Regions from separate parts of the Mus musculus genome. Here regions 1, 2, 3, 4 and 5 are each linked to region 6. Evidence: chromatin contacts called from public ChIA-PET, HiCAR-type, HiChIP or PLAC-seq and promoter capture Hi-C data. All regions are on one chromosome and are shown on one strand. The core of a region is the stretch at or near the end of the contact, and the rest is flanking DNA. Distances in the headings are between cores, read along the strand shown. Region 1 holds the start of Itpka (inositol 1,4,5-trisphosphate 3-kinase A). Region 2 holds the start of Rtf1 (RTF1, Paf1/RNA polymerase II complex component). Region 3 overlaps Ubr1 (ubiquitin protein ligase E3 component n-recognin 1). Region 4 holds the start of Rpap1 (RNA polymerase II associated protein 1). Region 5 has its middle 8.5 kb from the start of Tgm7. Region 6 holds the start of Ganc (glucosidase, alpha; neutral C).

Evidence for each region. ChIA-PET counts read pairs in DNA pulled down with a chosen protein or histone mark. HiCAR-type assays count read pairs that join an accessible place to other places. HiChIP or PLAC-seq counts read pairs in DNA pulled down with a chosen protein or histone mark. Capture Hi-C pulls out chosen DNA fragments and counts their contacts.
Region 1: a promoter capture Hi-C map of adipose tissue shows a contact between it and region 6, with 2.5 times the contacts expected there. The contact joins the promoter of Itpka here to the promoter of Ganc in region 6. A contact is called at or near these places in 5 of 39 promoter capture datasets (the 3T3-L1 cell line, hematopoietic stem and progenitor cells, hippocampal neurons and 1 more), 1 of 484 Hi-C or Micro-C datasets (embryonic stem cells), 2 of 115 datasets of contacts at active chromatin or transcription factors (bone marrow-derived macrophages and memory CD8 T cells) and 2 of 9 other capture datasets (adipose tissue and liver).
Region 2: a contact with region 6 is called in a promoter capture Hi-C map of liver, with 3 times the contacts expected there. The contact joins the promoter of Rtf1 here to the promoter of Ganc in region 6. A contact is called at or near these places in 2 of 115 datasets of contacts at active chromatin or transcription factors (astrocytes and kidney) and 2 of 9 other capture datasets (adipose tissue and liver).
Region 3: a contact with region 6 is called in an RNA polymerase II ChIA-PET map of memory CD8 T cells, with 5 read pairs. The contact joins the enhancer-like site here to the promoter of Ganc in region 6. A contact is called at or near these places in 7 of 39 promoter capture datasets (the C10 cell line, frontonasal cranial neural crest, hippocampal neurons and 3 more), 3 of 484 Hi-C or Micro-C datasets (adipose-derived mesenchymal stem cells and nephron progenitors), 10 of 115 datasets of contacts at active chromatin or transcription factors (the 230-238 cell line, the SCID.adh cell line, astrocytes and 6 more) and 3 of 9 other capture datasets (adipose tissue, liver and pancreatic islet).
Region 4: a contact with region 6 is called in a HiCAR-type map of astrocytes, with 2.5 times the contacts expected there. The contact joins the promoter of Rpap1 here to the promoter of Ganc in region 6. A contact is called at or near these places in 2 of 115 datasets of contacts at active chromatin or transcription factors (astrocytes and bone marrow-derived macrophages) and 1 of 9 other capture datasets (adipose tissue).
Region 5: a contact with region 6 is called in an H3K4me3 HiChIP or PLAC-seq map of bone marrow-derived macrophages, with 4 times the contacts expected there. The contact joins the enhancer-like site here to the promoter of Ganc in region 6. A contact is called at or near these places in 9 of 39 promoter capture datasets (the 3T3-L1 cell line, the HPC-7 cell line, cranial neural crest and 6 more) and 2 of 115 datasets of contacts at active chromatin or transcription factors (astrocytes and bone marrow-derived macrophages).

Annotation. Positions count from the first base shown.
Region 1 is chr2:119,740,319-119,744,962 of GRCm38.p6, reverse strand. It overlaps Itpka (inositol 1,4,5-trisphosphate 3-kinase A), which reads right to left and starts at 2,626. Exons shown (of 7, transcript NM_146125.2): 1 at 2,102-2,626. The coding sequence starts at 2,584. Gm25857 (a small nucleolar RNA gene) reads left to right here and starts at 4,007; the gene lies at 4,007-4,135.
Region 2 is chr2:119,673,667-119,677,941 of GRCm38.p6, reverse strand. Rtf1 (RTF1, Paf1/RNA polymerase II complex component) reads right to left here and starts at 2,874. Exons shown (of 18, transcript NM_030112.2): 1 at 2,662-2,874. The coding sequence starts at 2,874.
Region 3 is chr2:120,937,111-120,941,468 of GRCm38.p6, reverse strand. Ubr1 (ubiquitin protein ligase E3 component n-recognin 1) reads left to right here. Exons shown (of 47, transcript NM_009461.2): 12 at 345-502. Among named protein-coding and RNA genes, the nearest start is that of Ubr1, 31 kb to the left of the region's middle. Within about 2 kb of position 2,343, at least 6 of the 459 cell types and tissues checked have an H3K27ac peak or open chromatin away from gene starts, as enhancers often do. A contact at or near this core is called in memory CD8 T cells, where this site is marked.
Region 4 is chr2:119,784,846-119,789,404 of GRCm38.p6, reverse strand. It overlaps Rpap1 (RNA polymerase II associated protein 1), which reads left to right and starts at 1,868. Exons shown (of 25, transcript NM_001163701.1): 1 at 1,868-1,990.
Region 5 is chr2:121,122,799-121,127,013 of GRCm38.p6, reverse strand. No RefSeq gene overlaps it. Among named protein-coding and RNA genes, the nearest start is that of Tgm7, 8.5 kb to the right of the region's middle. Within about 2 kb of position 2,088, at least 9 of the 459 cell types and tissues checked have an H3K27ac peak or open chromatin away from gene starts, as enhancers often do. A contact at or near this core is called in the HPC-7 cell line and bone marrow-derived macrophages, where this site is marked.
Region 6 is chr2:120,402,295-120,406,852 of GRCm38.p6, reverse strand. Ganc (glucosidase, alpha; neutral C) reads right to left here and starts at 2,957. Exons shown (of 24, transcript NM_172672.2): 1 at 1,794-2,957; 2 at 525-587. The coding sequence starts at 1,822. It overlaps Tmem87a (transmembrane protein 87A), which reads left to right and starts at 2,737. Exons shown (of 20, transcript NM_001110496.1): 1 at 2,737-2,948; 2 at 4,083-4,143. The coding sequence starts at 2,793.

The DNA.
Region 1 (4,644 bases), core at 1,377-3,876, 660 kb after region 6:
GCCTCGAGTCGGGTGTGAGATGCTGGCTGGCTAGGCGGCAGCCCTACAATGCAGGAACCGTCTTTCCCCAGGTGCATCCTTACGGTCAGTGGGACCCGCTCTGCTTCCTGACCGGGGAAGCCCTCAAAGGCCGGCTGAGCGTGTGTGCTGTGGGGCCTGCTGTGAGGCAAAGTCCGCTCCCGGCCCTTCCACGCAGACGCAGGCAGCCTCTGTCAACAGCTCCAGGCTTATCTGCAGCTCCGGAGCTGTTTGCCTTCGGGGAGGCCCCGGCGGGCGGGGGGGTTGGGAAGCCTGGGAGACAACCTGGGAGTTTGAAAGGTCCCTGAGAGGCCATCTGGACCGCTCCTGCAGCCTCCCGGAGGAGACCCAGGGTGGGAAAGGAAGATGATTTGCAGGGAACAGCTAGCTTGGGCTTCTCTTGGATGTCCTGACCCCTGCCGGAGCTACCTACACTGGACCCAGATTTAGACTGCAAGTCCTCCTCCACACAGCCTCTCCCTGAGCAATTAGGGGGTCCTGGCGGGCGGAACAGGGAAGCGGGTGTGCCTGCGCCCTAGCCCGGGTCCTCCCAGCTCTCACCGGTCGCGCCCTTCACAGGGGCCCGCCTCTCCGTGTCAGAGATTAGAGCAGGGGAGTGGCAGATCTACGGTACAGGTTCTTCAGAGGTCCTCCCACTGCTCACAAGTCACAGTATTGGGGAAGCCTCGGCCTCGGCGACATTCGCCTCAGTACCTAGTCTAGAGTCGCCCCAAGAACGACCACCGTACCGGATCGTACGGTGTCAGGACGAAAGGCACAGAGGACTCGTGACTGAGCCCCCGCACCTACACCTGATGACGGGAAGTGGGGGGACGACATCCTTGCTGTGAGTCCCCCACCCTCTTTTCTCTTTTGTATTGCAAGTCTCTGAGTCACAGTGCCACTTCGAGTCGTTACACTGCCTCCCTCGGTCCAATCCTAGTGTGCAGGGATGCCAGGTTCCAGAAGGCCCAGGCCACACCTCGGCGCTCTTCTCAAGGTGTCTAGGCAACCTGGGCGCGCGTCTTACTCTCGAAGTCGCCAGGACGCGGCCTTCAGGGCAGAGCGGGGCGTTCCCGGTTTTTTTCTCTCTCTCTTTCCACTCGAGGAACGCTTGCGTAAAATGCATCTAGAGCAACGCTGCACAGTCCACAGGCAGTTAGTTTAGTTATCTGGCCATGGTTAAAACAAGGGAGATTACTGACACAAGAGGATCGCAGGTTCAAGGCCCGAATAGGCTATAGACTGTGTTTCACTGTAACTTGGCAATTTAGTGTCAAGAAAAGAGGGCTAGGATGTAGCTCAGTGGTGGTTGTGCTTGCCTACTGTGTTTGAGGCCCTGAGTTCAACCTCCAGTCAAGGAGGGCCATACCACGAATAATGACTTCACCTCACACTGGCTGGTGATAGCTGCCGGTTAAATTGGCCCGGGAACATTCACATTGCCATACAGAGACTAGCAAGCTCTTGTCAGCCTCAGTTTACCTTTCCCAGGACACTTAGGAGCAGTAGGCCAGGGCGAGGAGGGGGGACGCAGCAGGTGGATCTTGGTTCCGCTCGGTTCTAGCCCTGCGCCCCTCCCTTCCCGCATCCACGCCTCGTGCGCGCGCGGGGAGCAGACGGCAGCGGCTCCGGAGCAGAGCCAGGAGCTCCGCTCCACTCCCACTCAAGAGAGGGAAACCGTGGCAACGGCGGGGGTGGGGCCGCGGCACCGAGAGGGGGAGGAGAGGGAAAAGCTCACGCGCCCCTTTTTCTCTCAGGGCTCCCGGGGCAAGGCTACCCCGCTCTGATCTCTCCAGCCCTACCTGACAGTTACCCAGGTACGCCAGCCGACCCGCCGGCTCCCGCTCCGTGGGTCGCGTACTCCTCAACCTCCTTTAGACGCCCAGGCACTCAGTTACCATCGCCTGCCTAGCCCCCGAAAAAGAACCAAGGCGAGAGGTCGTCCTGGGCTCCCTCTCCGCCCCCATGCCCCCTGTCCCCCGCTTGGGCTCTCGGCGGGGAACGCAAGCCGGTCAGAGCAGAGCAGAGAGCGGAGTCCCCGGCGCGCAGCCCCCGCTGGCCCCGCCCCCGCGGCCCGTACCTGCCCCACGTCCTCGCTGGTTTCCAGCTGCACGTTGCCGCGGCTCCTGCTCTCACTGTCGCTCAGCAGATCGTCCTCCGAGTCCTCGAGCAGCGACGAGGAGCCGGTGGAGGAGAGGGACGAGGTGGAGAGGCGGCGTGGCTGCTGCAGGTGCGACCCCGCAGCTGGGAGCCAGTTCCCCTCCTGGTCTGGCGGCCCTGGGCTGGCCGGGGTCACATCCTCCTCGCTTGTCACAGTGAGCTGAGGGATCACCGGGGCAGGGGCAGCACGCGGGAGCCCGTTGGGCACTTGTCCCCCACGCCGCTTGGCCCCGCGGGCCCGGGGCTCCCCTGCGGCTGCTGCAGCGGCGACTGCGGCGCAGCGCGCTTCGAAGAGCAGGCGCAGCTCCCCGACGCTCCGGCGCGGAGCCCTCTCCAGCCCGGGGCTGCAGGGCCCCGCGCCCCGTGGCCGCGCCATGCCCGTCGGGCGCCCGGGCAGGGTCATCTCCCGGCACCGGAGCCGCAGCCGAGCCCACCAGCCCGCGGCGCGGCGGGGACTGTAGACGCTCAGCGCCCCGGGCTTGGGACTGCCCCGGGGCGGAGCCTCGGCAACGCCCGCCCGGCCGCGCCCCGCCCCGGCCGCGCCCCCCGCCCACTCCTTTCACTTTCTGAGAAAGCGCGGGCCTCCGGGGGCCCTCGCTGCTGCAGGAGGCTTGCAGTGTCCCGAGTGTAACGTGGAAGTCCCAGGTCCGGCCCCCGCCTTATCTCTAGACCTGCCCTCAAGGTGGCAGAAGGGACCTGCCCCGCACCTGAGCCCAGTGCCCTCCCGCGGCTTTTGAGGGATTCCTTCAATGGGAACCAGAGGTCTTAATCTGCACAGGAAGAAGCTGTGCCCATTCTTTCACTCGCTTCCTCGGGCTCCTTTCCGTGTTCCAACCTTCCTGGTCAAAGTCTTTTGAGTCTCTGGGGCTTTTCTCTGGCCTGGGCCCCTTAATTCGGAGTTCAAGGCCGTCAGCCACCCAAGGAAGCCACACCTCAAGGAGTGTGCCCAACTAGAGTCTGTGGCCAGGGTCGAGCTGAGACTGCTCCCCACCCCCACCCCTCGAAGCTCTCCACTTCCCAGCGGGCAGAGAACAAGGTCAAGAGGCGGAGTCTGACTCTCTCCAAGTATCACAGCCGGTGGTGGCCTGCATTTCCACCGCCCCTCTCCAGCCCCCCACTAGCTGTTTCTTCTCCTCCTCCCCCTCCTGCCCCTTTGGAGCTTTGTGGTTTCAAAAGGAGTCCTTTCGCCTCTCTGAACTGCTGAATCTCCTTCGTCGCGGAGCTGCAGGGTTGCTCTGAGAGTAAAATTTTAGAGATGGGTGTTGAGTGCGTAGCTCAGCGGTAGAGCACTTGCGTAGTACGCGACTAGAACTGGATTCCATGCCCAGCATGAAAGGAACGAAAAAGTCTTGGTGCTCCAAAAATGCGAGTGTTTTTTAGTGTTGTAATAGACAGCCAGTGTCTCGGGCCACCCTATCTTGGCTCACTCCTTCTATCCATCTCCCTATCTGTAAACAGAAGAAAAACTTCACACGGCCTAGAGTTATGGCTGCATACTGAAAAGAGAACACCGATGTAGAAGTTCAGACACTGGAAATCCTTCTTGTCATCTCTGAATGGGTCTCTGGCCTCTGCTTGCAGGTGCTCAGCTGAACTTCAAGGCTACTGTGAGCAGAAGCCAGACTTGTCTGCCTTCCCCTAAAAGAATTGAGGGTCCTGTCATGGAACACCTAGAACAACAACCCTGGGATTGCTGGGGCAAGCCCAGGGTTAAGTATGAGACTTGCCTTTTCTCTCTTCAGCCAGAAGTTAAGAGGGAGGAGGAGAACCTTTCGCAAAGAGAGAAGATCTCTAGATGACTGACTGATAAAGGGAGAAGTTGGGGGGGGGTGTTTCCAGGGGCGGTGGCTGCTTGTAGCCATGGGATCTCCAACTGCATGCCAGAGTAATGGGGAGGCTTTGACAGCCCAGGTCATCACAGTGCCTGCAGCTGCCACTCAGCTTCTGTATAGATTTTGGAATTAAAAAAAAAAAAAAAAAAGGAGGAGGAGGAGGAGGTGTGTGGGAGGAATGAAAGCAAAAGAGAAAGGAAACCACAGTCTGAACACTTGCTTCCTCCTTGGAGAAGTGAAGAAACAGCATGGACTCCTGGAAACGTTTTCTGGGGCAGAGGTGTGCATGTCTGAGTGTTTGAGCCCAGAGCTATGCCAGCTTGTAGCAGGGAATCTCAGAGGGTAGACTGGGACCTGACAGAGGAAAATAGGAAGAGGGAGGAGGGAGCATGTTACTGGGTACCTGTGTGCCAGGCAGTGTGTGGACAATGCTGGACTAGTAGGCTGAAGGTCTAGCCTAGCAGCTGAGAGAAATCCCAGAACAATTATTTTTCTTGTATCACGTCCTCACCCAAGTTTAGCAGGAACCAAAGAATGTTGCTGTGGGCCACAGAGAATGTCTATGCTACCTTCTATTAGGCAGAAGGAGAAGGATCAGGGATTCAAGCCATCCATCCATAGTTATAAGCTG
Region 2 (4,275 bases), core at 1,625-4,124, 730 kb after region 6:
CAGGGTGCTCATATAAATAAAAATAAATAAAATCTTTAAAGATTTATTTATTTTAATAACCTTTAAAGATTTATTTATTTATTTTATGCATATGAGTACACTGTAGCTGTCTTCAGACAGCACCAGAAGAGGGCGTCAAATCTCATTATGGATAGTTGTGAGCCACCATGTGGCTGGGACTTGAACTCAGGACCTTTGGAAGAGCAGTCAGTGCTCTTAACCGCTGAGTCATCTCTCCACCCCAGCCCACCCCAAACACTTTCTAACTGATTTGATAACTTATTTAGTGTACCTTAAAAACCCGAGTTTTAGTAACATGGAAATTAGCTGTGAAACATTATTCTCTAGCTGGGCACGAAGCTGGATGTAGTGATGCTTCAAGTCTGCAATCACAGCATTCTGGACGCTGGGGCAGGAGAATTTTTAAGTTCAAACCCAGCATGGACTTCACAGCAAGATCCTTCCTCATAAACAAACCAAGGTTCTGGAGAGATGGTTTGGCTGTTACAAGAACTTGCTGTTTGCAGAAGACCTGGGTTCCCAGTACCCACATGACAGCTCATAACTGTAAGGCCAGTTCCAGGGAGTCTAATACCCTCTTCTGGCTTCTGTGGGCAGTGGGCAACAGGCACACACATGGTCCAGATATACACATGAAGGAAAGACATTCATACACATCAAAAAAAAGAAATCTTTTTAAAAAAGAAACAAATCAAAATGATAATTTTTTAAAAGCGCACTTTTTTTCATTTTGCATTGTGTAAAACTAAAAGACTATACTAACCTGATGTGGTAGAAACATTATGGATGTAAATGGGTTAAATTCCAATTTTACTACTTACTAGTGAATTGCTTTAACTTCTTTAATCTTGTTTTCTTGTAAATGTAAAGTGGAAAAAATAAGGTCAACTGACCATGACTTGAAAATGTGACAATGTAAATTGAGCACTTCACATCTACACTCCACAGACCAGCAAACAGAGGGGAGGGGGTACGATAGAGACTCTAATGTTTCTACCAGTCTAAAAACTTATCAACAAAACTTTTATAGATAGCAAGACATATTTTAGTAGATTTTTAGGAGTCTTTCAATGAACATGCCTTCAATTTATTCACTTAATTCCTATCCCTATACAGGGGTCCCTGTCCTTAGTCCTTCTACTAGCCCCATTACTTTCCTACTTCCCTGCCACCTTTTTAAAGGTATCCATTACTTTCTCTCTTTCTTTCTCTCTCTTTTTTATTCCTTTCTTAAGGCAGGTGTGGTGACCCATGTCTGTAACCCCCTGTACTTAAGAGGACAAGGTAGGAGAACTGGTTTAATTCAATGATAGACCAGGCTATAGTTTGAGATCCTGTGTCAAAAGGTAATGTGTGTGTGCGCATCTTGTTCTTTAAACCTTACAAGTTCTTCCCTCATAAGAGCCCTCCCTTTTCTTTCTTTTGTTTTTGAGGTGTTTGTTTGAGACAGGGTTTCTCTGTCCTGGACTCATTTTGTAGACCAGGCAAGCCCTCCCTTTTCAAGTCCTAATTAAACCTGAGACCTCTAGTCTATTACTAAGGACTCCCAAGAAGCCTTTTATACAAATACTTTGTAGTTTATACCAACATTTTTTATTATAAACATTTGTTTTATGCAACTGTCCAATTCAATACATGAGGCTGATATTATATGTCCATTTTACAGTGGAAACCAAAGGTAAATGGCTAGAAAGAAATTAGGAATCAGAATTACAGATTCTGAGTTTAGTACTCAATCTACTCCATTTATAAAGCTTCCTACCCTTCCTTTATGTCATTTACTCATGAAACATGGAGGAAATCATCTCCTGATACCATCAGAGTACTACTACACAAACAGCTTCCTCCCTGCAGTGTTTTTTTAAAGTACAGAAGCAATGCCGGGTACTCCAAGACGCTAAAGCCACAAGTTACTTTCAGTACTTCTCAGATCTTCAAGTGAAAAAGAATTCTATGCTGCTGCATAAAAGAGGCTGAGCGCTTGGAACACAGTCTCTCTCTGCTGCCCTACAATTCAAACTTCCAGTTATCTGCCCTCTCTCCTCCTCCAAAGAGTTTTTTGTCAGACATCCCAACGAGAACCCATTTCGACCGTAAATGATCATAGTCTCCCCCCCACCCCAAGCACCACGAAAGCTCTTCGGGACATGTATGGGTGTCTCTCCTATGTCCACATGCCTGGTCTGAAAAACTTCACCTTCCAGAGTCCACACCTTCTAGACAAATTTTCCCTCCCACCGCCCCATGCTCACCCTTGCACCTCCTCCAAAATCTCTCAGCCATTGGGGTTGGCGGGCGATACTTCCTATCTCGCCCAGCCCGAATCTCCCTGCCTGCAGTCATGACGTCCCGATCCGGCCCAAGCAGACAGCGGCCCCCTTCAGTACCCCAAACCCCGAGGCCCATCAGCCCAATTCCCTGCCCCGCCTCCCGGCCCAAGGCGCCAAGTCCTCGGGGCTCTGTCTCCAGGCCTGGCCCGGGCTCCAAGGGCCTAAGATTCAGCGGGGAGACAGGAAGGGACTACAGTAGCGGGACGGACACCAGGCTGGCCGGGCGCTCGGGCCGGGCGACTCCCAGCTCCCGTGGCCAGGACTGAGCCCTCCCGCTCTGCCGGCCCGCGCCTCCGCGGCCTGCCCTCACCTGATCCAGGTTCTCGTCACTGCCGCTGTCTTCCGTATCCGAGTCGATCACGACACGGCCTTTCCGCTTCTTTACCATGGTGGTCCCCCGGCTTCCACGCCGGACGCCGCCCTGACTCCCCTCTTGCCCGCCTGCCAGTGGGACCGCCACTGCCGCCGCCGCCACCGCCGCCGCCACCGCCGCCGCTCGACCCACACAAAGGCGACCGCGCATGCGCGCTCCGCTCCGCCCCTAGCCCCGCCCCCCGCCTGGCGCACGCCGTTCGCCGGCGCCTGGCGCCCCGCCCCGCCCCACCTCCGACGCAGCGCGAGGGGCGGAGCCACGCGCCCGAGGGTTCCGGACCAACGCTCCCTGATCTAGCTGTCCGGAAGCTTCTGCAGTGTTGGAGTTGTAGGCTGCCCAGGAGTTCCCTACTTGAAGCGAATTTGAGCCTCCGGACCAGGGTCCACTCTGAGGAAACTCATCCATCTCCAGCCCTGGAATGCGGCCTCAGGGACCACCCGCATAGTCGACAGCCCCTGGAAATTGCTGAGAGCTTGGGTGGAGGAGCCAGAGTCCGCCTGCCTGGGCTGTTATTAGTGACAGCCTAAATGCGACCCAAAAACTAGGGAAGACTATTCCAGCGATAATCGGAGAACTCAGATTCATTGTAGGGAAGGACCAGGTGTCGGGGTGTGGGATGAGCAGAGAGGTGGCCCGGGAAGAAAGCAGTAATTTAATGAGCTATGCTAAGTAGTTTCAAACTCGCTTGAGTGTCCTGGGTCTTTGGTAAGGAACGACAGTGACTTCAACACTGGAAGAGAATGAGAATAGAGAAATAGATGGGTTCTGAATTATTTGCTAGTTGGGGCGCAGAGGAGGCAGAGGTTTCAGATTCTGATTTAGGAAGATGAGTGTGAGCTTTGTCAAGAAAATATGACAGAGGTTTGGAAGGGAAGAGGGCTGTATAGGAAATGTTTTATGTCGTTGAATTTGAAGTCATCTGACAAAAAGGTCAACGCTGGGAATGCATTTTTATATATTATTTATGTGCAGCAGGGTTTATATTAGGGAGTATTAACAGTTACAATTTGAAGTTGTTCTCAAGTCTTAGAACGCACTGGTTCACTCATTCTGATAGACAACTTTAGAATTCAAATCTTTCTCGACTAAGTTGATGAGGTCTTGCTTTCTTACTATCCCACTTTGACTCTCTAAGTTATTTTTCTCAGCTCAACTACAGTACACATCACATCCCTTGCCAGGTGTGGTAATTATAAACCCATATTTTTAGATACTTGGAAGGTTAAGACAGGAAGAACATAAGGAACACAAGTTCAAGGCCTGCCTAAGTCTGCATAATGAGTCCAAGGCTAAGACCCTGTCTTAGTCGATCAATCAATATATAAATAAATACCAGGCAATGGTGGCCCATGCCTTTAATCTCAGGACTTGAAAGGCAGAGGTGGGCAGATCTCTGCATTCCAGGCCAGCCTGTCTACAAATCAAGTTTCAGAACAGCAAGAGCTGTTGTACGTAGAAATCCTGTCTTGAAATGCAAGAGGAGGAAGAAGAAGGTGAAGGAGGAGGAGGAATAAGAAGAAATAAAGTATTGGATATAGCTCAGTAGTAGTG
Region 3 (4,358 bases), core at 1,094-3,593, 540 kb before region 6:
ATGCATTTGCTAAAAACTATTTCTGGCCAGGCATGGTGTCGCATTCCTTTAATGGTAGCACTTGGGAGGAAAGAGGAAGCAAGAGAATCTTTGTGAGTTGAAGCCAGCCTGGCCTATGTAGCAAGTTTCAGGATATTTAAGACTAAAATAGAGAGACCCTGCCTCCAAAGCAAACAAACATTTTACCAAGATAGGAAAAATTTTAAGTTTGAAGCCAATCTAGGTACAGAGTGAGATGCTATTATAAAAATAAAATGAAATGCTGGTCAACCAAGTGAGTGAATAAATTAAGTCCATACTATGGTGAGATAATGCTAAGACAATATTCTTGAAATATTCTACAGGCCCGGCATCTTATTGAAGAGCAGAATGTTATTTCTGTCATTACTGAAACGCTGCTAGAAGTTTTACCTGAATACTTGGACAGGAACAATAAATTCAACTTCCAGGGTTATAGCCAGGACAAACTGGGAAGAGTCTACGCAGTTATATGTGACCTAAAGTAAGTGGTTGGAGTTCAAAGGTGAGGGCACTGCTAGACAGTGTGCTTACTTGCTCTGTCGTCTAAGTAGACATTTGATCCTCTTGCTTGACTAGGATTCTCTTTACCCTGATGGCAGGCACAAGCAATTGTAATTGCCATATGCTAATGCAGTTGGCTCTGCATCCCGGGACTCAGCCTACAACTCAGAAGTAATAAAAGATGATCGGTTCTGTACTGAACTTGTGCAGTTTTTTTCCTTGATTTATTTCAAAACACTGTAGTCTAACAGCTGTCTATAGAACATTTGCTTTGTATAGGTATTAAATTGCCTGTGATGTATATGGGTTACTTGCAAATACTTTATTGTTTTAAGTATCTAGGGAATGGAGTCAGTCTCCCATGAGTAACACAAGACTTCTGTAAATGTCTTCAGCAAAGTCTTACTGAGTATAACCCAATGGCATAAAGATGGCGCTGAGGACTGAGGACAGGCCCGTCACTGCATGTGGGTCACCGTGCAGCTCCACACTGTAACTTCCACGCTTTGCACTTGCCCTTCACTTACACACTTCATGACTTTGTCCCCCTCATATACTCTTAGTGTCTAATAATCTGTTTATTTTTCTTTTTACTTTCCTTTTCACCTATATACCAGCCTTTTGATACTCATCAGAGTTCCCTTAATTAAATTTTTCTCCCTGAAGATGACTGAGAATTTTGTTTTAAACTAAAATTTGGGGCTGCTGGGATGGTTTAGTGGTCAAGAACATTGACTGCTCTTTCAGAGGTCCTGAGTTGAATTCCCAGCAATGGTATGGTAGCTTATGACCATCTATAAAAGGATGTGATGCCCTCTTCTGGCATGCAGACAGAGCAGTCATACATTCAATAAAACAAACAAACTAAAATTTGCAGGATAGAGAGATCATTCAGTGTTTACGGGCACATACTAATCTTGCAGAAGATCTGGGTTCAGTTCCTACTACCCACATCAGGTGACTCAAAACCATCTTTAACTCCAGCTCCAGGGATCTCACTGTCTCTCTGGTCTTTACAGGCAGTTGCAGACATGTGTGCAAACACATGCACACTCACCCAATACACATTGAAAAATAATTTTAAAAAATCTTAAACTAAAATTAGAATCACATAATAGAACTGTTCTGATCATTAAAATAAATTTTCATTTACTTTAGAAATGGTGAATGTTATAAAAATTCTGATAGATCAACTATTTAATAAATCATGGACATCAAAGAACTTCTTTTAGCATATATTAGAATAAAATATGTACTTAGTTTGCTGTTTTTAAAAAAGCCCTAAGATGGGGCTGGAGAAATGGCTCAGCAATTAAGGGCATTTGTTTCTCTTGCAAGGAACCCAAGCTTGGTTTCCAGCACCCACACATCATGCAATCGGAACTCCAGCTCCATGGCCTCCACAGCCACACACACACAATTTTTTTAATGCTCCCAGTCACATATGACTGGAAACAAGTTTTACCTACTTCTAATGCCTGTGCATAATAAGGAAGGTAAACGTTGTTGGTTGGCTTTTTAAAAACATTCTCAATCTCTCCATTTTACCAATGAAAACTCAGGAGTCAAAATCTGGGGTAAAAGCCTGCTAGCTCAGAAAGGCAGAGAAAGCAGCCAGCTCACCTTCCTCCTCAGCTGATACCAGAACTAATATCTCCTCTCAGGCCCTCTCTAAAAAGTTCCTTCAAGCTGAACTACCCTCCCTTCTATTTCCTGTGCATCTCTCTATCGGTCCTTTTGACCTCCCCTTACTTTCTATGGTTTTTCTTATTAATCCTATGTTCACTTCCTGTCATCTGGTTGTTTGCTCCACCTCTTGACCTATGGTTGACTTTTTAGTCCTGTGTACAACATTCAAAGAGGAAGCTCTTGGATTAAAGGTGTGAGCTAAGGTTGAGCCACACCACAACTGAAAACAGGTTTTTCTTGTAAACAGTCTTAGAGTTCACAATATGATCAAATATCCCGCAACCGTAAAGAAATGGGCTTCTAGTCCAACTTAAAAATAATTTAGTCTGTTTAAAAAGTGGGGTGAGGAGTTTAGTAGTTAAGTAGATTCAGTAGTTGAGTGTTTGCCTAAAATACCCAAAGCCCTGGGTTTGATTCTCAGCCCTGGAAAAAATAAATGAACAGATTTCTGGAAACTACAGTAGATTCTTGATATTACCAATTCTTGATTTTCAAGATTATCTCAAAATCTTTTATTTCAAAATGTCATTGTGTCTACAAGTTTTTTTCTTTAGAGTTTACTAAATTGTTAAATTTAGGAAATCACACCTCTAATATAAATACTGAAGGTGGGTAAGCCCAGTAGTGATTAGCATGGCCATTCGGATCTGTTCCTTTGTCAAACTGTATGTAAGTCACATTGTTCAGAATAGAACTTCCTAGTGGTTGTATTTGAAATGTCCGTGTTGATTCATTGATGAGCCATGGTCTACCTCACAGGGTAAAATGTAGTCACTGCAATAGTCTCATAACTGAGTTATTTTAGACAAAACTAACACAGCTTAAATAACCTGCTCAAAAACACGGGTCACTCTCAAACGGGCGCTGTGAAATGTGTTAGTAGTTCTCATGTGGTAAAGAACTTGGCTTATATTAACTTTATTTGAATATTGCAGCATTCTTATAAAGTAGGTAATCGTGACTTGTAGGTTACAGAGCTCCTGCGTGGTGGACCTGGAGTTTCAGCCTGTCTGTTATTTATCTGTACTGCTCGTAGTCCTTTTAGGACATCATGTATCCCCACAGAGGGCATAGAAAACAACAATGAAACCTGTTCTGAAACCAAAACAGTACTCAGAAATGGAGTTTAAGAAATAGTCACGAAGCCCTGTTTTCTGCTTCTTAATATACATTCTGCAGTTATGCCTTATTTTCTATATATGTGTTAATTCAGTTTTTCACAAAAGCTGCTTTTAAATCAGTAATTGCTACAAATACTGACGTATCTATAAGTTCTTTTAGGTCTCTGCAGTCTAGCCACTTACTGTACTTACCTGACTACACCTAAATATAAAGCAAACCCCTTGGGGTGTGTGTGTGTGTGTGTGTGTGTGTGTGTGTGTGTGTGTGTGTGTGTGTGTGGTGCTCTGTTGACATTGCCTAAGGGAAGTTTAGCTCTCTAAGAGTGAATCCCAGTTCTGAGTAGCCTTTTCTGAGCACTAGCAAACTTCTTGAAATCTTGTCCCTTTTGTGGCTTTCCTTATTTGGCTCTAGCTCCCCTTGTCCATTTAGAAAAAAACAATTCAATTGTTATTTGACATGAAGAAGCAGACAGCAATCATAGCTGCAAAGTCTTTTCTGAATTAATGTTCCTTTCTGCTGAACCCGGAGAATCATTTGTATGTCATGAAGTGAGCATAGTCCCCCAACCGCAATGCACCCAGTAAGGTCTCACAGGGAGGGACTAACACCTGTTTTGTTCTAAAGGACAAACCCCAGTTTGATTTTGTCACTCAAGTCTGGAAGGTATCTGATGGGGTATGTGGCTTCCTAATTTCTAACTTATATAGAAATAGAAAGTCGCCAGGCGTGGTGGCACATGCCTTCAATCCCAGCACTTGGGAGGCAGAGGCAAGCAAATTTCTGAGTTCGAGGCCAGCCTGGTCTACAGAGTGAGTTCCAGGACAGCCAAGGCTATACAGAGAAACCCTGTCTCGAAAAACAAAAACAAAACAACAACAACAACAAAAAGAAATAGAAAGTCGAAATTTTTTATTTAAACTTTGCTTCTATTAAGGAATGTTCCTTTTATTATTTTAACTGGTTTCTGTGTCCCATTTCTGGAAAGTGTAGCAGATCAAAACAAGTCACCCCATCCTTTCCTTTCG
Region 4 (4,559 bases), core at 619-3,118, 620 kb after region 6:
CATTAATGGAGGCAAAAGACAAGGATCCATGCTCACAGGGAAATCAGTCTAACCAGTCCTTTCTCATGCACAGGACTTTTTATTTAGCCAAAACAGGGCACTGGGCAACAGAGGTGTCTCATCAGTTGAGAGCACTTGTTGCTCTTGCAAAGGACCAGTGTTGCTTGGCTTTTAGCATCACACAGTAGCTCACAACTATCTGTAACTGCAGTTGTAGGATATCCAATACTGTCTTGACATCCTCATTTTAATTCCTTGGGCTCCAGACATGCATGTGGCACAAATACATACATGCAAGCAAAACACACATTTTTTTAAAAAACTCTTTTTTTTAGATTTTATTTATTATTTATTTTATATGTAAGTACATTGTCGCTGTCTTCAGACACACCAGGGGAGGGAGTCAGATGTCATTAAGGATGGTTGCAAGCCACCATGTGGTTGCTGGGATTTGAACTCAGAACCTTCGGAAGAGCAGTAAGTGCTCTTAACCGCTGAGCCATCTCTCCAGCCCCCCAAAACACAGATTTAATAAATAGAAATAAAAAAACATTTTTAAAAATGAGCACCTGTTGTTCTTTCAGAGTTCAATTCCCAGCACCCACATGGTGGACCACAACCATCTGTAACTCCAGTTCCTGGAGATCTAACTCCCTCTTGTTGCTTCTCAGGGCATACACATAATGCACAAATATTCATGCAGGCAAATGTGTTTGTTTGTTTGTTTGTTTATAAAGACAGGGTTTCTCTGTATAGCCCTGGCTGTCCTGGAACTCACTTTGTAGACCATGCTGGCCTCGAACTCAGAAATCTGCCTGCCTCTGCCTCCCAAGTAAATGTGTATATTTAAAAGGAAATAAATATAAAAATTAAAAAAAAAAAAGGTTTTTGCCCATAGGTGATGGCACACACCTTTAATTCAAGAGACTGAATTTGAGGCCAGCCTGGTCTACAGAGTGAGTTCCAGGATAGCCAGGACTGCACAAAGAAACCCTGACTGGAAAAATGTAAAAACAAACAAAATGAAACAAAAAAAAACCAGGGTCTCACTGTGTAACCTAAGTAGACATTGAGTCTGTCATCCTCCAATATCAGTCTCCCAAGTGCCAGAATTACTCAAGCCTTTCATATCACAAGGCTGAAAGAACTTCTCTTGTGAAAAGGTAACTACTAATTGCAGCAGTCTGCTCCATACAAGTGGTTAGTGCAAGTGCTTGGGTTTCAGACCATCCAAGTTTAGAAGTTCAGGGGGCAGAACTGATTGGTAAAGTTTTGTTTTGTTTTGTTGTTGTTGTTTTATCAAAGTTGATTCTGGCTAGACCTTAAAGGGGATAAACTTTGTGGGAAGGGACGGCAGGGAAGGGGGTTGAATTCCCAAGAGGAGAGACTGACATAAACGAAGGGAAGATGCTTAGGAAGCGGGTAACCTTGATGACAACCAGTTTCTTTAGTCTTCTCACTAACACCCAATTCTTACAGTGCTCTCTGGGAGAGTTGCTTTCTTTGGATCTCCCTCTCACAGTTACCTTCTCGCTCGTCTAAAAGCACACTGGGGAGATCGCATTGGTTTGTGTGCAGACTTTTGTATGCTGAGTGCGGGGAGTGGAGCGGGAATACAGGACGCAGTTAAGCACGGTGTTGAGTGCAGAAGGACGTTTGTGCAAGTTTTTACATCTGCCGTGCTGTGGAAAGACCTGGGTCTGCATTACATCAAACGCGTGTGTTCCCAGCGTCTGTGTAAAGAAAGATTAGTCGCCGCAGGCTTCGCCGCTTGAGGTTCAGAGACACAACGCTGAGCTGGGAGCCCTCGAGCTCCCGGGCGAGCCACAGCGCGGCAGGCGGGGCTGCTCGGCGGAAGCCGAACTCTAGAGGCGGCGGAAGTGCCAGTCCGCACGGCCAAGATGGCGGCGCCCAGGCGGGTTTGGTTGGAGTAGGTTGCTGTTTGCAGAGACCCCGATCAAGTTACTCAGGTGGAGAACCCAGAAGCAAGGTGTCTGGTTACTTTATCATACCTGCTTGGGAGTCTTTGCACAGAAGTAGCTTGTGTTACCTAAACCTCGGGTACAGCTCTTCATTTCGAGCCTCACGAGCTGTCTCTTGGTTGCAGACGCGGGCGATCCAGGATGCTTAACTAGAGCCTGAGGTGCAATCTCTGGATTGGTCGTGTCGCCGATAGGCTGCGATGTAAGAGGCTATTCCAAAACCCAGTAAATCCATTGTTAGTTTTCCTTCGCTTTAGAGGTTATCTGTCGGAATTATCCTTATTATAATTCAAGGCGTAACTTTTAGCACTAATTGATTTTAGACAAATCCCCCCCCTGGAGTTTGTGGGGGAGTACATTTGCTTCTTTATGTAGCATGGGACTTGCTGTTTTCATTCACTGAAGTTTATTTATATAACAGATACTGTGGAAGGCACGCTGCATGCAGTAATAACTTGCTGTTGTTTTGAAAGGTTTCCTGTATCCCAGGTTGAATTGAAACGCCTTATCTTCCTGCCTCCACTTCCCAAATGCTGGGATTAGTCTGTCTCAGCCTTGTGCATTTTACAGGCTTGAAACTTAATTTGGAATAGCTTAAATAATTTGCCTAATTTTACACTAGTAAGTAGTGGAGCTAGTATTTTATTTCTGACTTAGGTTTCTAATGTTGCTGTTAAACAACCCGTCACAGCCCCGTGTTTGTGTGTGTATTTACTGGGCAGTGAAACTACTGGGGTTCGGGAATCGTCTCACAAACACCAATCTCAGACAGGGATAGTTTAGTGAGCATATATTCCATGACTTGACCAAATTCCATGGTCCAGATTTGGGAACTGGACCATACCCCTTGAATTAAGATCCTACAGGATTTTTAGGCCCCAAATCCACAAACATCTGTGCCAAGTTATTCAGGATTTAGGGATGGAGGATTTCCTTGGGAACATGTCTTTGTTGTACACCACTCACTGTGTTCCTATTGGTTGGGGTATTCAACTGTGGCAGGGGACTTGCCTTATCTAATATTCAGGTCTTAACTTGTCTACTGGGATGGGACTTGTCTAACATTCATGTGTCTTAACTTGCCAATTAGGAGGTCAATTACGCAAGTACATGTCTCTTTGTGCCAAGTAAACTTGACTTGACCACTACTCAAGATGGAAGTATTATTCCAAATAGTTTCTTATACTGGTACAAGTGTCTCTTTTTTTTTTTTTAAAGATTTATTTATTTATTTATTTATTATATGTAAGTACACTGTAGCTGTCTTCAGACACTCCAGAAGAGGGCGTCAGATCTCGTTACGGATGGTTGTGAGCCACCATGTGGTTGCTGGGATTTGAACTTCGGACCTTCGGAAGAGCAGTCGGGTGCTCTTACCCACTGAGCCATCTCACCAGCCCACAAGTGTCTCTTTTATGTTGGGGATCATCCCCAAGGCAACTTACACCATAAAAGCTCATACAAAGGTGTAGAAAGTGCTGTTGGGTGGTTGGTTTGGGTCCAAGCGAGGAGTTCTTCTGACTTCTGTCTTGATTGGTTTCAAAGGGCACAGAACATAACAGAATATATCATCAATCTTGACATTAGAAAGTTTCTGGCAACAGCAGAAACATATGAGAAGGTTTCCTTATAATGCCAAGCTATCCAGGTAACAGTTACCTGGGCCTTAATATTTTACCTAGGTCCCAACAGAAACCAAGGTCTTATGCATGCTAGGCAAGCACTCTGCCACTGATCTACACTTGACTACTCAAACCAGCACATGTGCACACCCTCGCTCACACACACACACACACACACACACACACACCTCCTATACCTGGAGCTAACTATGTAGCCTTGGGGGCTGGCTTTGAATTCAACTGTTCTGCCTCAGCTGCCTGCATGCTGATAATAGCCATGAACATTTATAGCCTTTTTTACACACCTCGCCCAAATTAAACTCTCAAAAAGCTTTTTTAGTGGTAACTTTGTTTTTGATTTTTTGTGGGGAGAAGGTCTTGCTGTATTATAGCACAAACTGTCTTAGGGCTCTCAAATCCTTTAACCTCCTGAATGCTAGGGTTACAGGCATAGCCAATCACAGATGGTTATCGGTATCGTTCCTTAAGTTACACACTCATGTTAATATTTTAACATTTCTGCCCCCTTTAGCCCTTGTGTTAGGAGTGTTTTCTATACTGGCCTAGTAAGTATAGTTATTTCATCTGATCCTGCATAGGACTGGGAAATAAGGAAATACATAGATTGCTTGCCACCGTTACCATTGTGGCCTATTTGTCGTGTCTCTCCCTGCTTCTTACTGTCCTCAGCCTTTAGAAGATGTGTCCCATGTGCCATTTATTTACATTTTATTATGTTACTTGTTTATTTTGTGGAGGGGAGGCACACATGCCACACTGTGCTTGTGGAGGTCAGGGGACAGCTTGCCGTGTGGAGGTCAGGGGACCGCTTGCCGGATTTGGTTCTCTCTTTTCACCATGTGGGTTGGGAATTGAGTTCAGGTTGCCAGTCTTGGCAGCAAGTGTCTTTATTGGTTGAGCCATTGAGGTCCTGTTGGTTTCATTGTTTATTTTC
Region 5 (4,215 bases), core at 839-3,338, 720 kb before region 6:
CTCAGCACAGAAAACAACAAACCAACCACTGGTTCTCAGCAGCCACTGGTGGCCTATAGCTCTTCATCTGAGGGCGAGGCCTTGGGGAATGTTGCTTCGTCCGTGTTGGCAGGTTGGCTGGCATGTTCTTTGTGGGTCTTGTGCAGGCAGCCATATTGTTGCAAGTTCCTGGGAGCAGTACCCTTGCCCAGAGGACACTGTCACGCAACAGTCCTGGTCCTCAGGCTTTACACCCCTCATTTCCATGATGTTCCCTGAGCCTTAGGTGTGTTATAGATGCGGCATGTGGGACTGGGCACATCTCTGCCACTCATCCTCTGTGTTCTCAATGAGTTGTGGATCTTTCTTCAAGTCTCTGTCTGCTGCAAAAAAAAGTCTTTTATGAGAGCTGCACTTATCTCTAAGTATAAGCATGAGTATTTAGAAGGCAATTAGAAACCGTTACTTTAGTGATGTCACACAGGGAGGCCAGAGAACCATATCTTTTGAGGAGAATGGGTAAGGCCCTTCAAGACAGCCACATGGCAGATAAAAAGATGACAATTTAAGAACCTGAACTTGGGCTAGCTAGATGGCTCAGCAGTTAAGAGCACCGACTGCTCTTCCGAAGGTCCTGAGTTCAAATCCCAGCAACCACATGGTGGCTCAAAACCACCCGTAATGAGATCTGACACCCTCTTCTGGTGCGTCTGAAGACAGCTACAGTGTACTTATGTAAAACAATAAATAAATCTTTGGGCCGGAGAAAGCAGAGACCAAGCAAGTGGGGCTCAATTGGAGTGAGCAAGGTTGATCAGAGTGAGCAGAGGTCCTAAATTCAATTCCCAACAACCACATGAAGGCTCACAACCATCTGTACAGCTACAGTTTACTCATATACAATTAATTAATTAATTAATTCACATAAGTCACATAATCTTTCTGGATAGTTGTTTATTTGTTTAAATCTGAAAAATGGGTATGACAGTTTTGTTGTTTTGTTTTGTTTTGTTTGGTCAACTTGACACAGGCTAGGTTCATGTGGGAAGAGGGAACATCATTTGAGAAAATGTCTCTGTCAGGTTAGCCTGAGGGCAAGTGTGTGGGGTATCTTCTTGATCAATGATTGATATGGGAGAGCCTAACTCAAAGCAAGCAGTACCAGTTCTGAGCAAGTGATCATGGGCTGTGTAATAAAGGATGCTGAGCAAGCCATGGGGGGCAGGCTATTAAGCAGCATTCTTTCATGGCTTCTGCTTCAGGTTGTACCACCAGGTCACTGCCTTGAGGGCCTGATGTGACTTTGTTCATGACGGACTAATGCTGTAAGGCACGTATTATATGATTCCATTTGTTAGTGGTATTGAAGGAGTAAGTTCATAGATCTAGACAACAGATTGGTGGTTTCCTGTGACTGGTGTGAGGTGAGGAATGGAAAGAGATAGTTTAATGGCTATGCAGTTCCTGTAGGCGCAGATGCTCTAGAAGTAGATACAGCAGCAACTGTATAATGCTTTAAATGCACTAGATTCCATTTATATACACACTGTAGAATTATTAAGATAAAGTTTATGTTATTGTGCTAACACACTGGTCACTGCTATGGTCATATGAAGTTCAGTCCTCTGAGGACCCTGGAGGTGCCAGGTAGAACACAGCTCAGAATGCCTTCCCTAAAAGAGACCAGAAAGAGTATTTACCAACAAATCTTGGATGCCAGTGGTTAAGGTTTGCTCATAGGGGTGTGTGTTAATTTCCTTTATTTGTTTTTGTGGATGTTTTTAGAGGGGTTGGGGGGAGACAGGATCTTCCTGTATCACCCAGCCTGGCCTTAAATTCTTACAGTAGTACATTTTTATGCTCCACCAATACCCTCTCCTTTCTAAGTTTGAACAGGTGTGAATGTCTAGCAGATTAGAGTCCTGAGGTAAAATATGAGATATTCCTGATGAAAGTGTGCTATCAGGCCACAGCTAGAGTTAAGGTAGGTCAAAAGTCAGGCATAATACACCCTCTTCTTCAAATCCTACAGGCACAGATGCATAGACTAGGAAGTATGGGGGAAGGGGAGAACAGGAAGGAAGCTCAAGGCTTGCCACTCCCTGAGGTTCACTTGTGATCAAGGCCCACTGCATTGTGTTTTTAAAGCAGCTTTGTCTACAGCCAGTTCTCTCATTCTTTACCACATTGTCAAGTTGCTCAATTTTCCTTACTTGCAATACACCATTTTATTGGTAAATTGTCATGTGTTGTTTGCGCTCACTGGGAAGCTGCTGGTTCTGAACCAGGGTTAGCACTACAGGTGTAGACCCAAGACTGTTTGTCTCAGAGACCCCCTTCTGACAACCCAAGATTGGAAACATTGTTTCCTTGCAAACCTCTGCTTGTAAAGCATTTTCAATGGAGATTACTATTCTTTATTCCATGACATAAAAACGTCTACAGTGGGAAAAAGAAGCCAGAATTTCAGCCTTGAGAAGCTCATCCATGCAGAGAAAGTTCAGTTGGGAACTCTAGATGGATTCCTTAGCCTCTCTGGTTGGTTGGAACCCTTGCTCATCCCCTGTTCATGCTAAGAAACGGTTTGTTCTTCTTCCTCCAACCCCCCCCCCCCACAAAGAGAAAATGCCAGGCTAACATGCCATCTCTCCTGGTGTCCACATTTCCAGAAACTTACTCACAAATGCCCACCCAGGAACTCAGCTTTTTTTTTTTAACCTTATACAGGCACAACCCCAGCTTCTAGCTCACAGATTATCACCCTGAGCCTAGGACCCGTCAAATCCCCTTGCTTTAGCCTGGACCTATGACTCCATTGGCCTCCATCTGTGAGATGGGAGAACTCGCCCCAGAGCTGCCTCTCAACAAACCTGCATTTATACTATTGATTTGACTTGAATTGGCTCATTACATCAGTGGAGTAACCTACTGTACTTCACTTGGTTTCTGCTGGATATTCCATGATGTCTGCCACTCAATCAGGACACGCCAGTAACCCCAGCTGGGTACAGAAAACTGATTTGATGATTTTTTTTTCTGGCTATCTGTTGTTTCTATCTGCTACTCATTATTTGTTCTTTTACTTTTGCTTGTTATATACTCAACAAACTCACTCATTCAAAACCAAAATCATGGTTCTCACAGATTACTGTCTCCACTATAGAAAACACTTGGTTTCCTCTATAGGAAAATGTCTTCAGTTGCCAGGATGTCTGGGGAATCAAGGGCCCTACTTTGTCTCTACCTAGCAGCTTAATTCTGCCCCTACTTTTCTTCCACGTCCAGTTTAGAATCAGTTTACTTTTTAAATTGTTATTTATTTACTTTGTGCCTATGAATATTTCATTTGCATTGCATGTATGTGCACCTCATGTGCCTGTTGGAGCCTCAGAATTTGGGGTTACAGATGGTTGTGAGCCATTATGTGGGTGCTGGGAATCGAACCCAGGTCCTTTACAAGAGCAATAAGTGCTCTTAGCCACTGAGCCATCTCTCTGGTCCCCGGTTTACTTTTAAATCTGATTACTTTTAACCATTCTCTCAAGATAGTTCCAAGGCCCTTGCACATTAGTACCTCAGTCTCTGGTCGAGTTAACTTCCAAGTTTCTCCATGGACACAAACTGAGAAATGAGCCCCACTGCACAGGGGCTGATCTCACACTGTGGGAGAAATGACCAGCACTAACTCCATATTGTATTCTTCAATGCAAGGGCCTTTATGTTTAGCTGTATTCCCTGTTTCAAGAGATTCATATAGGCATGGACAATTGGAACAGAAAGAAGAAAAAGAGAATGAAAAATAAAGAGAAAGGAAAGGAGGGAGGAATGTTTCTTTTTGGACTCTCTTTGTTGATAAGAGCTCCAAGTGTTTTCTCTAGATCTAGTTTCTACCTGTTGTGTAACTAATTTGATGCTCTGCGAGGTATTTTTCCTTGCTGCTTTATTCTTTTATCTTGGCTTGCTATATACTTAGTAAACTCACTCATTCACAACCCAAAGTATGGCTATCATAGACCACCCTCTGAACTGTATAGAATATTCTTTTAACTGCTCTCTGCCTCTTGATGTCCTGAAAATTCTCCTTTATTGATTATTGTTTATTATTTGTAAAAATTGTTATTGGTTATTTCTTAAAAGAATGAAATCATAGTCTGGCAAAAGGAATCAAGGCTCAATTTTGTCTTGATTCATTGTCTCCACTTTCTATATAGCTTCCACAGGCAGGCATGCATATGG
Region 6 (4,558 bases), core at 1,708-4,207:
TGGAACCCAATAAATTATAATGCGTCTATCCAGTGGGATACTGTGAGCAGAGAGGAAAATCTCCAAGTCCTGAAGCAGAAGCTTTCCAGACTAAGATACAAAGCAGACAGTGAGGGGGCACAGAACAATGTATATGCGAATTTATTTGTAGGTATAAACAAAGAGGTGATATAAGAATATATAGTTACAAAGAACACTGGAAGAATACATAAGACATGAATAAATATGCTTATTTAAAGGGAGAAGAGAACTAGGATGAAAAAGCAGAGGTAGGAGTAATAATTTTAATCTATTTCTTTCTATGTGAGTTTCAAATCAACTAAGTTAATTATCTTTGAGAGGACACACATTTAAAATTATTTAAAAGTACTTAGGATTTTAAAATAAAACACAATTTAAATAATTGAATAGTAAATATTAGATTTCCTAGAGAGTATGACCTTATCCCCTCAGTTCTCAAAAGCCTAGTGGGAATAATTTGGGAATTCTGTAGAGAATTCCTTCTGGGTGAAGTATTTACTTACCTGTAGAATGCAATCTTGCCACAGTCTTTGAAAATAGTTTTATCCACTGCTTCATCTTCAACACTAAATCAGAAGACATTTTAAAGAAATATATTTTACATAAGAATTGTGAGCTCAATTTTTGTACCTTCCCTAATGATGGTACAAATGTTTGGAACTTATTCTGTACCCAAAACTGTGTCACTGCTGTAACATAAGACTTCATGGGGTGACAGAATGTGAGCTGCAGAACAATATCCTTTTGTAAAACTACCAACATGAATTACAAAATAGTTTCATAGGCGTGGTCTGAAGGCTATGGGAAAGGAGGAAGGCACTTTTAAGATAATAGCCACAACACCAAAACCTGAACTCTCAACCAAGCCAAACAAGCAACTTACTCTCCTATTTAAAGAGCAAAATATTTTCAGGACATATACTTCCAGAGAGTTTAGACCTGAAGACACAGTGTACCTAAATGTTCTATTAAAGTCTAACATACAACTGCAAGATAAGGCTCCGAATCCTTTTAAAAAAAGATATGTGCAGGTGCCAGAGTCAGAATAGAAACAAATACAGAAGAAGGAAAAACTGCTAAGAGGATTCCAACAATCTATAGGTTAATATTCTTTAACATCAAGTTTCCAGAACTGTATCTGGAATAAAATGTAAGAAGATATACATTACTACTATTTATATGTATTTTGACTAGCCTTTCTCTGGTTAAAACAACTATAAGCTATAAGGGGGTTGGAGGGTGAGGAGCACTCGCTTTGGTGAAGAGGTGTGGCTTTCTGCACCTGCAGTTAGTGAGTTCATGATTTTGAAAGAAGCTAAACTATAAAAACAGGTCGGGAGAGATAAAACACACCTAGTCATGCCAAGAAACTTTTATAGTGAAAAAAGAAAAAAAAAGAATAAGAAAAAAAAGAAAGAAATACCCTCATTAAACTCTGGTTTGGCACCGTTTATTTTAATCCAGTGTGCAAACATGAGGAGACCTTGCTGTCTTCCGTTTCCAGTTGAATGAGCCTTGGGGAGGGGCAGCCCGCTCAAAAATCCATTTAAGAGTTTGGAAGGCAACCTTTCCACTGTTAAACTTATCTAATCCTCCTGAAAGTACTTTATGAGAGGTTAGCTATTAACATTACCCAAATCCCCGCAGAACCAATAAAGAACGATGAAGCAAATAGCAAGCATTCAAGGAAGTGCTTTAAAACCTAAGTGAAGCCATCAAAGCTAGAAGGTTGTTTTTGGAGTCCGTTCTTGGGGGGAGCAATTGCCCTTTACCTGATTTCCTCTTTCTCAGCTGCTTCCATGGCACAAGGATGTTAACTCTGCCTGACTCCTAACTCTCAGGCCACAGTCTCAGGCGATCTTTAAAAAAACGGTGACAAGCAGGCTTGCTAAATTATAACCCGTACTTCATCACAGTCAAGAGTCCCCTTCGGGCAGAAGCCAATCTTAATTTTTTTTCATCTGGTATTATCTCAAGCGTAAACCAGCGTCTTTACAGGGATAAAGTACTTGGTAAATATTTCTAGGTTGAGAGTGGCTGATGAACTTTGCTTTTATTGGCGGAGATGTGCTCGCTGCCCTAGAGGTTAAAATCTAAGAGTGTGAGAAACAGGAAGCACCACCAATAAGGGTCAGTCTTAGTGGCTGTCACTCTACAATACCGAAAGCTGACCTGATCTCTCCTCACTTTTAGTTTCGAATGGGGAGTACAGTCTGGATCACTGCTGGACGCTGATGTCGCCTGTCAAACTATGCTGCAGCTGCCCCACAGTCTTTCAGGGTCAAAAGGGACTTTGGAGCTAATGAATCGTTTCTACTTCAGCCCCGTCACATTCCAGGCTCTGTTGCCACAGCTCGACAGCCAGAGAACTCAGTACTTGATGTCAATCATGCATCCAGTGTGCGCGCTTCTACAGACGTCTGGCCTGCGCCTGACCTTGACTTGGAAAGGATGAGGGGCGGGAAGAAGCAGGAAAAGCAAAGCCTTGGCCGCTGCACTGAGTTCCTTTAAGGGCTGGAAGAACAGAGGGAAGCACTAGACCTCAAAACTCTGCTAGTTCACCTCCAGGCCACGATCGCAGGGAAACAGGAGGACGCCTGCGCAGTAGACTCAAAGTTTCTGGGGCGCTCTGAGCGTCTGTGGGAAGAAGCACAGTTTCAAGGACCCGGATAATCCCGCCCACAAAGTAGCGCCGGAAGAGGGTGGGACGAGCCGGAAGAAGGCGGAACTACCTAGCCGGAAGAAGGCTCAATACTTTGGGTAGGCGCTTCATGGCTGTGAAGATGGCGGTGGCTGCGTGGCTTCAGGTGTCTCCTGTTATTTTTCTTCTTTTAGGGGCGCAGCCGTTCCCATTATCGTTTCTTGGTGCAGGTCCGGCACCCGTGTTTGCTGCAGATAGATCGAAGTGGCACATTCCGATGCCGTCGGTGAGTGTTGGGGTCGCTACTGAGCCTGAAGGGGGTAAGAGGTGGGGCTACGGTGGCCCAAGGGGTCCAGGAAGATTTCTGGAAAGTCGGGTTCCCAAAGTGAGTGGAATACCCAGAGCGTCCGTGTAGCTGCCGACGGGATCCCACCTGCCCTGAGCTGAGAGCTGAGCTATTTGCTGTAGGCGAGGAGTGTCAGGGGCCAAGCGTGTTCTTACCGGGAAAGTAACAGAACTTTAAGCATGGAACAGGAGAGAAACTTAATACACAGGGAGAGATAGTAGTTTCTCTTTCAGCTAGAATGTTACAAAATCCAGTACTAGGGCTGGATGAAAGGGAGATGTGAATAGAAGTCTTTATTTTTAACTCGTGTGTGTGTGTTTGTAAAAATAGTCCTACGGATGAAGGGTTTTGATTTGGTTTAAACTTGGAAACGTCTTTTGTGATTAGGGGACTTGGAGATTCAAAAATGCATTTTAACATGGGAATAGCCAAAACGAAACAATTCTAAAATGTTGTGTAGTAAGGATAGTCTTTTGTTTGGATAGTTAACTGATAAGTCGACCCATTTTAGAATCTCGTTTGACTTAGTACAGTACTTTGAACCAGAAAAACCAGATTTTGGTGAGAACTGCTTTAAAAACCATTAGCCATTTCGTTGACCTTTTTGCCTTTTTTTTTTTTTTGTCCTGTTCACTGTACATTTATATGGCAAATATTACAGGTTGTATTCATGTTGGTAAAGGGTTTTGGGCTTTGAGTTGTAGTTTTCTGTTTGTTACTGAAATGATTAATAGTTAAGTCCTTTTACATGTAAAAGTAAAACTGCTGAAAGTTTATTCAAAAGTCGGTTGTTCTGAGGGATGATTCGTGAGTAAAAAAGGAACTGTCCAGCTCAAGCCACTTTGAAGTTAGGTTGAAATTTGTAGCAGCCTCCCACTCAAGAGTCCCTGCTCTGTGGCCTGTAGGGAGCGGCAAGAGCCAATAGTTAGGATATGACTGACTTTCACTAAAGAAAATGTTGTTACTGTCTTTTTGATTAAGAAAATTTTGAATATTTTATAAATGTAGGTATTCATATTCTGCCTTGAAAATCGAAATGCCCTGATGTTAATTATCTTCCCTTTATCTTTTCAGGGGAAAGGTTATTTTAATTTTGGAAAGATTCTTTTCAGAAATACTACCATCTTACTGAAATGTGAGTTTCTAAACTTCATTGAGTTATTCGGATCTTTTAAACTTAGAAAATTATTCTCTACCCTAGTTTGCTTCTGTGTGCGCGCGCGCATTTGTGTGCATGTAGGAACATGTATGCATGTGTGTGAAGGTCAGAGGTCAGTTACTTGTGTCTTCCTCAGTTGCTGTCAGCCCTGTTTTTTGAGACAAGGACTCTCTCCTTGAACTTGGAGCTTGAGGTTTGGCTAGACTGGCTGACCAGCCAGCCTCAGGGATCTTCTTGCCCGCTTCTTTGGCACTGGAATTACAGGCATGGATTTTTACATGGATGCTAGGAATCTGAACTCAGGTGCTGATGCTTGCTGTGACAGGCAGGCATCTTACCAACAAAGCCATCTCCCTAGCCCCTTAATGTATTTTTAAGTCCAGAACTTTAA